Regions from separate parts of the Oryctolagus cuniculus genome. Here regions 1 and 3 are each linked to region 2. Evidence: chromatin contacts called from public Micro-C data. All regions are on one chromosome and are shown on one strand. Each heading gives the region's core, a stretch centred on a gene start, on an enhancer-like site or on the middle of the called end of the contact. The rest is flanking DNA. Distances are from core to core; before and after follow the strand shown.

The links. A called contact is a pair of places that touch in the nucleus more often than the background predicts.
Region 1: a Micro-C map of ear pinna shows a contact between it and region 2, with 3 times the contacts expected there. The contact joins two enhancer-like sites. A contact is called at or near these places in 2 of 6 Hi-C or Micro-C datasets (ear pinna and an unstated tissue).
Region 3: a contact with region 2 is called in a Micro-C map of ear pinna, with 3 times the contacts expected there. The contact joins the promoter of KIF3C here to the enhancer-like site in region 2. A contact is called at or near these places in 3 of 6 Hi-C or Micro-C datasets (ear pinna, psoas muscle and an unstated tissue).

What each region holds. Positions count from the first base shown.
Region 1 is chr2:176,835,104-176,839,114 of mOryCun1.1, reverse strand. The region is part of intron 5 of KIF3C (kinesin family member 3C); the gene reads right to left. It overlaps LOC103347721 (a long non-coding RNA gene), which reads left to right. Exons shown (of 3, transcript XR_007918313.2): 3 at 1-2,419. Among named protein-coding and RNA genes, the nearest start is that of KIF3C, 31 kb to the right of the region's middle. Within about 2 kb of position 2,079, at least 1 of the 8 cell types and tissues checked has an H3K27ac peak or open chromatin away from gene starts, as enhancers often do. A contact at or near this core is called in ear pinna, where this site is marked.
Region 2 is chr2:176,907,018-176,911,071 of mOryCun1.1, reverse strand. The region is part of intron 1 of ASXL2 (ASXL transcriptional regulator 2); the gene reads right to left. Among named protein-coding and RNA genes, the nearest start is that of ASXL2, 37 kb to the right of the region's middle. Within about 2 kb of position 1,876, at least 1 of the 8 cell types and tissues checked has an H3K27ac peak or open chromatin away from gene starts, as enhancers often do. A contact at or near this core is called in ear pinna, where this site is marked.
Region 3 is chr2:176,803,889-176,807,772 of mOryCun1.1, reverse strand. It overlaps KIF3C (kinesin family member 3C), which reads right to left and starts at 1,269. Exons shown (of 8, transcript XM_008254660.4): 1 at 1-1,269. The coding sequence starts at 627.

The DNA.
Region 1 (4,011 bases), core at 830-3,329, 72 kb after region 2:
CACAGCAGTCACGTGCTTGGTAGATCCCGTGAGTGCTCTCTCCCAGGACCCTCCCTCCACAATTGGCTGCTATCATCTTGTTTTCTTCCCTTGATACTAAAAAAATAAAAGAAAGAAACCATCTCTTGGCTCCATCCCAGAGGCTGACGCCATTATTCCCACTGCTGGCCGGGTCTGATCACCCTCTTCCCTCCCCTGTTCTGAATACAGGCACCCAACACCGCTGGGTGTTTCCTTCCAGGTCCTTCAAGGCAGCCAACATGGCCAACCAGACTCACCTCTGTGTGGTCTCCCTCTGCTCATTTCTCTGTCACGCTGCCCCACCCCAGCCTGCGAGGGCTGCCCCTTCTCCCCATCTCCCTGTTTCAATTCTCACAGGCCTGAGCAGAAACCCAGGGACTCAGGCAGGTGTTCGGTCTAGCGGTTAAGAAGCTGGTTTTTTTGTTTGTTTGTTTGTTTGTTTACAGGCAGAGTTAGTGAGAGAGAGAGAGAGAGACAGAGAGAAAGGTCTTCCTTCCGTTGGTTCACCCCACAAATGGCTGCCACGGCCAGCGCGCTGCGCCGATCCGAAGCCAGGAGCCAGGTGCTTTTCCTGGTCTCCCATGCGGGTGCAGGGCCCAAGCACTTGGGCCATCCTCCACTGCACTCCCGGGCCACAGCAGAGAGCTGGACTGGAAGAGGAGCAACCGGGACAGAATCTGGCGCCCCAACCAGGACTAGAACCTGGGGTGTCGGCGCCGCAGGCGGAGGATTAGCCTAGTGAGCCGTGGTGCTGGCCAAGACGCTGGTCTTCAGCGGTCTCCCACACTGGAGTACCTGGGTTGAGTCCCAGCTCCATGGGTGCCAGACTGCAGTTTCCTGCTCATTCAGACCCTGGGAGGCAGCAGCAGTGGCTCAATGAGTTGTTTCTCCTGCACCCACGAGGGAGACCTGGGCTGAGTTCCTGGCTCCTGCTTTCGGCCTAGCCCAGCCCCAGGCATTGCAGACATTTGGTGAGTGAACCACAGGATGGGCGTTTTCTTTCTTTCTCCCTCTCAATAACAATAAATCCAGGGGCTCAACGGGGAGCTAAGAGTGTTCCCGAGAGATGAAACCGGCTCAACTTCCTCTTCTTCTTAGAGCAAAGGACTGGCCCTCTAGGACAGGTGCAGACTGGAAGGCTACAGGACTTCATTTCAACCTCAACAATCCTACGAGATACACGTTATTCTCCCCGCTTCACCTTCCCAGAGGTGAAGGCCTTGTGTAAGCGGCAGAGCAGCGACTAGAATTGAGCGTGATCTAAGCCCTAAACCCAGTCTCTCCCTTTGGCTGATATTTTGAAAAGAACTGCAGGTGTTGGGGTGGCTGAGGCCAGAGGGCTACAGTTCCAACGGAACACTGTGAACTGTAAGCAGAGGGCTAGGGACACGCTCAGACATCTTACCCTTAGAAGACAATTTTGTATAAACACGAGGACAAAGGAAATCCAGGTCATATTTGTAAAGCAGTCACTGCTCCAGCTGGTTGCAAAAATGTTTTTTGCACGGTCACGGTCACTTTAACACAAGACTGGGGTGGGGGGGCGGCAGGCAATCACCTGGACTTCTTCTGTCTTCCCCCATGGCTGCAGAGTGATGGTGGAGAAGCCAGCGCGAGAGCGCGAGGCGTCCGCACGGCTGACAATGACCCCTTGTTCTAGAGGAGGCTGGGGGAGAACGTGGGGGGAGCTGCCTGTCGCCTGAGGAGGAGGCAGCAAAATGTTTTTCCAGCAAAAGCTCGCTCCAGGGACAGCGTGACCTTAGGTAGTTTCTGTCGGACAATGAGTTTTCCTCTCACGCTGAGCAGGGCTCCGTGTTCCCAAACCGAGAACACCACAGGCCACAGCCGAGCGGCGTGTTCCAGCCCCCGCGTGCAGCGGACGCGACAATGCCCTGATTAGTTAAATATGCTTTGGAGAGAAAGCGCTTCTCTGTTTCCCAGCCCTGATTAGGTTACGTGGCAGAGGGTGGGAGCCTTTCCTCTGGGGACTGGGGGGCTCGTTCCACGGCAGGGAGCCCTGGATGAGGAGAGCTGAGCTCCAGAAGTCCAGCTGGAAGTCCCGACCGCCAGAGCGCGACGTGGGGCAGATGCTCGGGAGGTCCCTGGCCCGCCAGGCTGCCCTGCCCGGCTCCCTCTGCTGGGTCACAGTCACAACTGGGATTGCAATTATGACGGAATTGTTTTTTTACTTTATTCTAACCACCACTGCTTTTGAAAAAGTAATTTAAAAAACCTGTTTCATATAAAAAAATTCCTGGGTCCGTTTTTATTGTCTTTTGTGTTTGTGTTAATTTTTTTTGTTTAAGTTCTGAAATAAATATTAAATACTGCAGTCACCAGACACTGCAAACTGGACAGTGACAAAAAAAAAAAAAAAAAAAAAAAAAAAAAAAGAAAGAAAGAAAGAAAAGAAAAGGAAAAAAAATCTCAGTATTATTTGCTATTTCTTAACAAATATTTTTTATAAGTAATTTCTTTCTTGGAGTTCTTTTTAGAACAATTGGTTTTAACTGTTCATATAATTTGTATTCAGTGGAGAATACTATGTGCATAACTGCCTTAGTCTTTTACCCTTATGCAGATAGATATATTTTGAATATTTTCTGTATAAAATATATATTCCTTGTGGCCAGCGCTGTGGTGCAGGTTAATCCTCCGCCTGCAGGGCCAGCATTCCATATGGACGCTGGATCTAGTTCTGGCTGCTCCACTTCTGATCCAGCTCTCTGCTATGGCCTGGGAAAGCAGTAGAAGATGGCCCAAGTCCTTGGGCCCCTGTACCCACATGGGAGATTCGGAAGAATCTCCTGGCTCCTGGCTTCGGGTTGGCGCAGCTCCAGCCGTTGCGGCCATTTGGGGACTGAACCAGTGGATAAAGACCTCTCTCTCCCTCTCCCTCTGCCTCTTCTTCTCTCTGTGTAACTCTGACTTTCAAATAAATAAATAAAACTTAAAAAAAATAGCAAGTTTGGGGGCAAAAGGTTAAACCACCGTTGGCAGCCCCAGTATCCCATAGGGGTGCCAGTTCCCCATATGGGTGCCAGTTCGAGTGTTCAGCTTCTGATCCAGCTCTCTGCTAATGCGCCCAGGAAAGCAGTGGAAGATGGCCCAAGTGCTTGGACCCCTGCACCCACGTAGAAGACCTGGATAAAGCTCCTGGCCTTGGCTTGGCCCAGCCCTGACCCACCCACTGCAGCCATTTGGGGAGTGAACCAGCAGGTGGAAAATCTCCCCATCTCTAGCTCTCCCCCGACCCCTCACCCCAGAACTCTGCCTTTCAAATAAATAAAGTAAGCCTTTAAAAGGGGGGAGGGGCTGGCACTGTGCTATAGTGGGTTAGGCCTTCATCTGTGGCACTGGCATCCCATACAGGCACCAGTTTGAGTCCTGGCTGCTCCCCTTCTGATCCCGCTTCCTGCTTATGTGCATGGGAAAGCAATGGAAGATGGCCCAAGTGCTTGGGCCACTGCATCCACGTGGGAGACCCAGATGTAGTTCCAGACTCTGGGCTTTGACTTGACCCAGCCCTAGCTGTTGCAGCCATTTGGGGAGTGAACCAGCAGATGGAAGATCTTTCTCTCTGTGTGTCTCTCTCTGTCTCTATACCTTTCCATCTTTCTTTCTTTCTTTTTTTTTTTTTAACATTTTTAAGCTTTTATTCAGTGCAAAAGATGCAAAGGAGAGTGAGGGCTTTATCTAGAGAGAGAGAGGTAAATCTGGGTTCATACTGACTACCAGGAACCAGCCACATGGAGGAGCACCTAGGCCAGGAAACATGGGGGCGGGTGGCCCAAAGGCTACGCACCCTGGAGGCGCAGGGCTGCAGCAAGCCCCATAATGGCAAAAGGCCAAGGAAAGGAAAGCCTATAACTATACCTTTCAAATACATAACTAAATCTTAAAAAACATAAAATATGGAAAGTTTATTTTCAAATGTTCGCAGACATCACCACTAAATGGACATATTTTCATTCTTTCAATGCCTATCTA
Region 2 (4,054 bases), core at 627-3,126:
GGCTCCTGCCATCGGATCAGCGCGGTGTGCAGGCCGCAGCGCGCCAACTGCGGCGGCCATTGGAGGGTGAACCAACGGCAAAGGAAGACCTTTCTCTCTGTCTCTCTCTCTCACTGTCCACTCTGCCTGTCAAAAATAAATAAATAAATAAATAAATAAATAAAATAAAATAAAAATAGAAACGTGCAGAAGACTCAAGCTAAGACTGAATGGGCAGAACATGAGATAAGTAAGGATTATTTCTCTCCAGCAATCACTAGACTTCAACCTGAATGATGTGAGGCTGGGGTTAACAGCTTTTTTGCTCCATTAAGAGTTTGGCGCCGGCGCCGCGGCTCACTAGGCTAATCCTCCGCCTAGCAGCGCCGGCACACCGGGTTCTAGTCCCGGTTGGGGCGCCGGATTCTGTCCTGGTTGCCCCTCTTCCAGGCCAGCCCTCTGCTGTGGCCAGGGAGTGCAGTGGAGGATGGCCCAGGTGCTTGGGCCCTGCACCCCATGGGAGACCAGGAGAAGCACCTGGCTCCTGCCATCGGATCAGCGCAGCGCGCCGGCCGCGGCGGCCATTGGAGGGTGAACCAACGGCAAAGGAAGACCTTTCTCTCTGTCTCTCTCTCACTGTCCACTCTACCTGTCAAAAAAAAAAAAAAAAAAAAAAAAAAGAGTTTGGCAATCAAATCAGCACCCCAAAGACAAAGAGAAGCAAAATTTTGATAATGCCCTATTTAAACACTGAACCAATCATACCTAATGTTCTTTGAAAGTTTTCAGTGACAAATTCCTTTTTCTTCTTTCTACCACTTTGGGATAAGTTTTCTTATCATTTTTTAAGAGTCCTAAGTGAGAGAGAACCTGAGACCAAGATTAAGAACTGGAATAGACAACAAATCTATATTATGAATTCATACACATGGATTCAAGACAGTAAAGCTAATTATGGGAAACAGACTGGCAATAATTAGAGTCTACTAGTCACACAAAGCTTTTAATCATACTAGAAAAGAATTTTCTTAAATCTTCACATGATTTTTTATTTAAGCTTTGTAAATTATTGAACAATATGATGAAATATTCCCAGAAACTAGCCAAAGCAATGCCTTGAAGCTACCAAGACAAGACAATTGTTTAGGATGGCAGAGTTTCCCAGATGTCAAACAGAATCTGTGCTCCCACATCCTTGCTCAAAAGAACCAAGTCCAGATACATCTCTCTCTCCATGAAATGTGCTCTCACCCACAATGACACCCTTCCTTCTCAGCTACTTCAGGTACTTCAAGTAAGTAACTGCCACAGTTAATTACTTCATATTATTTTTCTTATCTCCACTTATTCACTGAGATTTTATTAAAGAGAGAACGTAGGGCTGGCATTGTGGCACATGGATTAAGTGCTACTTACAACATTGGCATCCTATATCAGAGTGCCAGTTCAAAACCCGGCTGCTCTCCTTCAGATCCAACTCTCTGATAATGCACCTGGGAAGGCAGTAGATGATGACCCAAGTACTTGGGTCCCTGCCACCCATATGGGAGAATTGCCTGAAGTTCCAGGCTCCCGACTTCAACTTGGCTCAGCCTTGCTGCAGCTTATATGGGTACTGAACCAGCAGACAGAGGCGCTCTCTCTCTCGCTCTCTGTCTCTGACATGCCATTCAAGTAAATAAAACTAAAAAAAAATAAAAACAAAAACAAACAAAAAAACAGAGCACTGAAAGGAGGCCTCCTGAAGCACAGGACAGCCAAGGGGCTGGCACTGTGGTGCAGCGGAGTAAGCCCAGCCTTAGACACCGGCATTCCATACAAGCAAAAAGTTAGTGTCCTGGTAGTGCCACTTCTGATCCAGCTCCTGGCTAATGTGCCTGGGAAAGCACCAGCAGAAGGCCACATTGCTTGGGAACCTGCAACCCACATGGGAGACTCAGATGGAGTTCCTGGCTCCAGGTTTCAGGGTGGCCCAGAGCTAGTCGTTGTGGCCATTTAAGAAGCAAACCAGCAGATGGAAGATCTCTTTCTCTATCCCATATCTTTATCTGCCTTTCAAATAAATAAATCTTTTTTTTTTAGAAAAAGAGAGAGATTGAGAGAGAAGGCTAAGGAAGCAATCCCAACTTAGATTTCCTGAATTTCACGTTCCTTATTAGAGAAAACTCTAGAGTTTTCTGTGGTTAATACTGCCACCAGCACAATGGCCCCCCCAGAAGTACAATGATCTCTATTTAAAGCTCTGATTCAAATGTGAAATAAAAACCCTTTTGCTTTGGCTGCCTTTCCATGGTTTAAAAGAAAAAATGCAGGCACTGTAAAAAGAACATTACTAAACAGGGAGGGAAAGTTGCACAACAGAATGAAAGGAAAGAAAATACAACTTGCAGTCACTTTTATATGAAGACATTTCTGAATGCCATTGTGATGACTTTTCAGTATTGGCACTCCCTGCTCTAGCTTCTGCCCACCCTAACTGCTTACCAGCTACCAAGGCTCTAGTGAGCCATACCAGCGCTCACACAGGCAGCAGGAGGCAGCTAGGCCTGCATAATCAGTAAGCAGAGTTACTTCTTCAAGAGTTATGTACTAATGACTCACAATAACACAAGCCAGCACAAGGTTAAGTAGAGGGAAACCCTGGAGGAATAGTATGCTGACCTATCACTGGTTAAGACTGTGGGAAGCTTTTCTCCTTTTTTTTATTCTCCCCATATTTTTTAGCATGTACAAGTATTATTTACCTATAAGATATTTTTTCATTTTCATATAGTTAAATCTTGTCCTTTGTGGATTTTGCCTTTGTTAAGTAAGCTTTCAAAAGAATGACATAGGGGTCAGCGCTGTGGCGCAGCGGGTTAAAGCCCTGGCCTGAAGTGCTGGCATCCCATATGGGTGCCGGTTCTAGTCCTGGCTACTCCTTTTCTAATCCAGCTCTCTGCTATGGCCTGGGATAGCAGTAGAAGATGGCCCAAGTCCTTGAGCCCCTACACCTGCGTGGCAGACCGGAAGAAGCTCTTGGCTCCTGGCTTTGGATCGGCGCAGCTCCAGCTGTTGCGGCCAACTGGCGAGTGAACCAGTGGATAGAAGACCTCTCTCTCTCTGCCTTTCCTCTCTGTGCAACTCCAACTTCAAATAAATACAATAAATCTTAAAAAAAAAAAAAATGATACAAAACCCAGAGCAATAAGAGGGAAAATATTTGCAAGTGTGACAAAAAAAAATAAAATTTGGCATTGTGGCACAGTAGGTTAAGCCACCAGCTGCAAAGCCAGCGTCCCATTTTTGCAGCAGCAGTTTAAGTCCTGGCTGCTTGGTTTCTGATACAGCTTCCTTCTAATGTGCCTGGGGAGGCAACAGAATACGGCCTGAGTACTTGGATCCTTGCCATGCACATGGGAGACCAGGATGGAGGTCCATGTTCTTGGTTTCAGGACAGACCCACAGTCTGCTGATGCAGCCATCTGGGGAGTGAACCAGCAGATGGAAGATCTCTCTCCTTCTCTACCCCTTTGATACTATGCCTTTCAAATAAATAAAATAAATCTTTAACAAAAAACATGGATATTGTATATAGGCGCATGCATGCATAAGCATACACAAGAATGCACATACACACATGTATACACATTCCCCATAGACAAAATCTACAGAGAAATCAGGGAGAAAAGCTGGAAAACATACCACCAACAACACTGTGACAAATCAATGAGAAAAATTCCAACAATTCAAAACAAAACTGGCAAAGGATATAAAGAAGCAGTTCAAGGGCCGGCGCTGTGGCATTGTGAGTAAAGCTGCTGTTGCTTGCAGTGTCGACATCCCATATGGGTGCCAGTTCAAGTCCTGACTGCTCCACTTTTGATCCAGTGCTCTGCTATGGCCTGGGAAAGGAATAGAGGGTGGCCCAAGTCCTTGGACCCCTGCACCCACGTGGGAGACCAAAGAAGCTCCTGGCCCCTGCCTTCGGATTGGTGCAACTCTGGCTGTTGCGGCCAATTGGGGAGTGAACCAGCGGATAGAAGATCTCTCTCTCTCTTCGCTTTCTGTCTGCCTCTCCTTCTCTCTGTGTGTA
Region 3 (3,884 bases), core at 20-2,519, 100 kb after region 2:
CATGTGGGTGCTGCCCACCGCCCGCGCCTGGTTCCCCAGGTTCATCACGTGCTCAATCTCCTTGACGTTCTTGGTGACGAAGGAAGACAGGTCCTTGATGTAGACGCCGGTCTCCGGGTTCTCCTTCAGCTCCAGCCTCTTGCCCGGCTCCTTGGAGAGCAGGTCCCGGATCTCCTCCTGGTAGATCTCCAAGTAGGAGGCCCGGACCAGGTACTGCTGGTTCTGGGAGCGGGAGATGTGCGTGAAGATGTGCTCGAAGGCGTTGGGGATGACGCCGCGCAGCTCGGGCTCCACCCAGGTGCCCTGCATGGTGTAGGTCTTGCCGGTGCCCGTCTGGCCGTAGGCAAACACGGTGCCGTTGAAGCCCTGGAGCACCGAGTCTATGAGGGGCCTCACGGTTTCGTCGTACAGGTCTGCCTGCTTGGAGCTGGCATCGTACACGGCGTCGAAGGTGAAGGTTTTGGGCAGCTCCCCGGGCGCGGCGCGGGGGTTCCGCAGGGTCACCTGGCCCAGCTTCACGTCCATGGTCAGGATCTGCTCGTGACCCGCAGCCTCCTCCTTCCTGCTGAGGGGGCGGCACCGGGCCACCACCTTCAGGGCCTCGCTGGCCTTGGTCTTACTGGCCATCTTGCCGCCCGGCAGAGTCCCGCTGTGCGCTCGCTGCCCTAGGTCGGGATGGGCGCGGGCCGCGCAGCCCCCGGGCGCCGCGCCTCAATCCGCATGCGGCCTCCGAAGGTGGGGATGCTGGCGTGGCCCCGCCGCTGCTGCACCAGCGGGGAGGAGGAGGGGGAGACGCACGGTCAGGCGGAGTCCCCGGGCAGCCGAGGGAGCAGCGCCGGCCCGAGGGCAGCGCCCGGAGCCCGCCCCATGCCGGGGCAGAGGCGGCGCTGCCGTAAACAGCCGCGGCAACAATGAGATAAAGGAAGAGGAGAATGCGATGGGGGTGGGCGGCAGAGCTGTCTCCTCCGCCTCCGCCTCCTTCCGCTAGGGATGCATGGCGGGGCCGGGGCGCCGGGCGGCGGGGTCGCGGCCCTCGCGAGCGCAGAGGCTCACCTGGAGTCCTGACCCGCGCCGGGGGCACCAGTCATCGCAGCCCGCGCCGCTGCGGCTGCCTCCGCCCGCGCCCCCGCCGCTGCCGCCGCCGCGGGAGACTGACGGAGAAAAACAGAGGGGATGGGGCGGAGCAGCGGCGGCCCGAGGGATGTTGCCGCCGCCGCTGCCGCCGCCGCCGCGCTGCGGCCCGGGCGAAGCCTCCCGGCTGGGGTGGGGCGAGGGGCGGGGCCGCGGGGCGGGGCGCGCGGGCGGGCGCGGCCGTGCGCGGGGAAGGGGGAGGCCGCGCAGAGCACGCCGGGAGTTGTAGTCCCGCCTTTGTTGTCGGCCGGCGCGGCGGGCTGCAGCGCCCTCGCGCGCGCTCGCGTCCGGGCGGCCTCTCGCGCCGCGGGCGAGCCCTCGAGGGACGTCAGGCGCGCGCCCCCGCCCCCGGTCTCGCGGTCCCGCCCTTCCGGCCCGCAGGTGTCCCCCCCTCCCCACGACAGTCCCCTTCAGGGCGCCTGCAGCGCCCCCCACCGCCTAGACGTTCCTGGTTCAGCTTGCAGCTCCAGGGCCTGGGCTGCACCCCCAGGGCAGGGCAGGAGGGGCCGCGTCTCCTCGCCCGCGTCAGCACCCGCAGCCTGCTCGCGCGACTCCTGCGTCGCTGCCCCGCGGCGTGCCGACTCTGCAGCTTCACCGCCCTGACAGTGCACTCTCGCAGTCCACCCCCGCCCCGCACCTCCTGCACCCCAGGCCCCCAGCTAGGAGCCGCACCCTTCTTGTCCGTTAGGAGCCAAGTTTGGCTCCGTAAGCTGCTTTGCCCCTTTGTGCCTTTCCCAGAGACCCTGTCCTCTTCTGCACTTGGGGCGCCGCCACTTGGACACCACTGGCACCTCCTCCTCCTCCTCCTTCGTGGAGCCTTCCCTGACCCCTGGGTTTTTTCCATAGCAGAAGGAGGCATCGAATTTGCATAAAACACAACCTGCATTCCAGTTCCGGTTCTGCTCTCCATCCAAGCTGGGACTGGAGCAGCCACCTGCTTTGCCCCAGCCTCCCTTTCCTCATCCGTTTAAGAGACTGTCTCCTTCACGGGGTGGGCGGGCAAGCGGCTCCGGGTTCCTGGAGCATCCCGGAGAGCAGGCGTGTGCCGGATGCTCTTTTCGGGATCTTCACTCCCTCCCACTCTAGGGTGCAATTTAAGTGTAATTCTACAAGTGCAAGGACAAAGTCAAAGTCCTTTCCGTGGAGCACTGGGTGGGGACTGAGTCCTCCCCCCAGATGTGTCCCATCGTGTCCTTGGAGGGCCCAGAGCCTTTGCCGTGTCTTCCCTGGGGCTGGAAGGTCGAGAGGAGGAGGAGGCATGAGGCTTGGCTGGGAGCTCACTCACCTCTGCAGTGTCCTGTCCGCCCTCCACCCTCTTCTTGATCGGGCTCCACTGCTTGTGAGTAACTTGGCTTTGGGACCAGTTGCCGGGTGGGGTTTTGGCTTTGTAGACTGACTTCTCTTGGCTGTGACAGGCTGACTTCCGGATGGACCACTTGGCTCTTAAGCCATGTTCCTGTTGCATTTGGCTTTGGTTTTTGAACGCCCTTTTCTCTGCTTTGGCTGACACATCTGATGCTACGGCTGGATGAAAGGGCCACCCCCTGGGAGAGCGTGCGTCCAGCTCTTCCTGTATGGGACGCAGATCGGAATCTATTGCTTCTAAGACGTGTGACTCTGAACGCACTGTTGAACTTGTCTGAACAGCTGTCCCAGCGGGAAACCTGGGGATGAAGTGACCATGTGGGTGAAGGACGTGGGAGGCACTCGCGAAATAGTTTTCCTTTCTTTTCTCCTTTGAGTTCAAGCCTATTCACCTTCTACCCAGACAGAAAGAGAGAGGGAGAGGAAGGGGGAGGGGGAGGGGGAGGGAGGGGGAGGGGAGGGGCGAGCTCACATCTGGATCACTCCCCTGGTGCCCACGACAACAGCTGGGGCTGGGCCAGGCCGGAGCATGTTGCTGAGAACTCAATCCAGGTCTCCCACGTGGGGTGACAGGGACCCAAGAACTTGAACCACCACCTGCTGCCTCCCAGAGTGCCTTCGCAGGAAGCTGGAATCTGGCGTAGAGCCAGGACGCACACCCAAACCCTCTGGTAAGGGCTACAGCCACCTGACCTGTTAGACCAAAACCTGCCCCCGGTGCCTTCCTTCTCAGCATCGTCCTCAACCCTTCTTCCTCCCTCCTACACACCTGCACCTCCAGCCGCTCTGATTTGTCTCCACGTCTTTGCCCCTGCTGTCTGCTTCGTTGCCTGAAACGCCCTCCTAAGTGACCACTCCGGTCTACACAGCCTCACCTCCATTCGCTCTGCCGCTCAATGCGGCCACTCAACAGAGACTCTTCCCCAGGACATCGGCGCGCCACGGTGCCAACTCCAGGGAGCCTTGGACATAACCTACCTCCCTTCCCTTCTTCATGAAACTCACCTCTCATGGCGCCCATGACACTACAGTGTTCTGGGTTTTCTCCTATGGATCCTATATGTTCTGGTTCCTTACTTCCTGGTCTCCTTAACCAAGTTGCTCCCCCTCAACTCCAACATTAAGATGTTGGAGCTCTTTAAGAAATAATGATAATAAAGGGGCCAACGTCATGGTGTAGTGGGTCAAGCTGCCGCCTGCGATGCCGGCATCCCATATGGATGCCGGTTTGATTCCTGGCTGCTCCACTTCCAATCCAACTCTGTGCTAATGGCCCAAATGTGTGGGCCACTGCTACCCATGTGGGAGACCTGGAAGAAGCTCCCGGCTGCTGGCTTTGGCCTGGCCCAGCCCCAGCCATTGCAACCATCTGGGGAGTGAATCAGCAA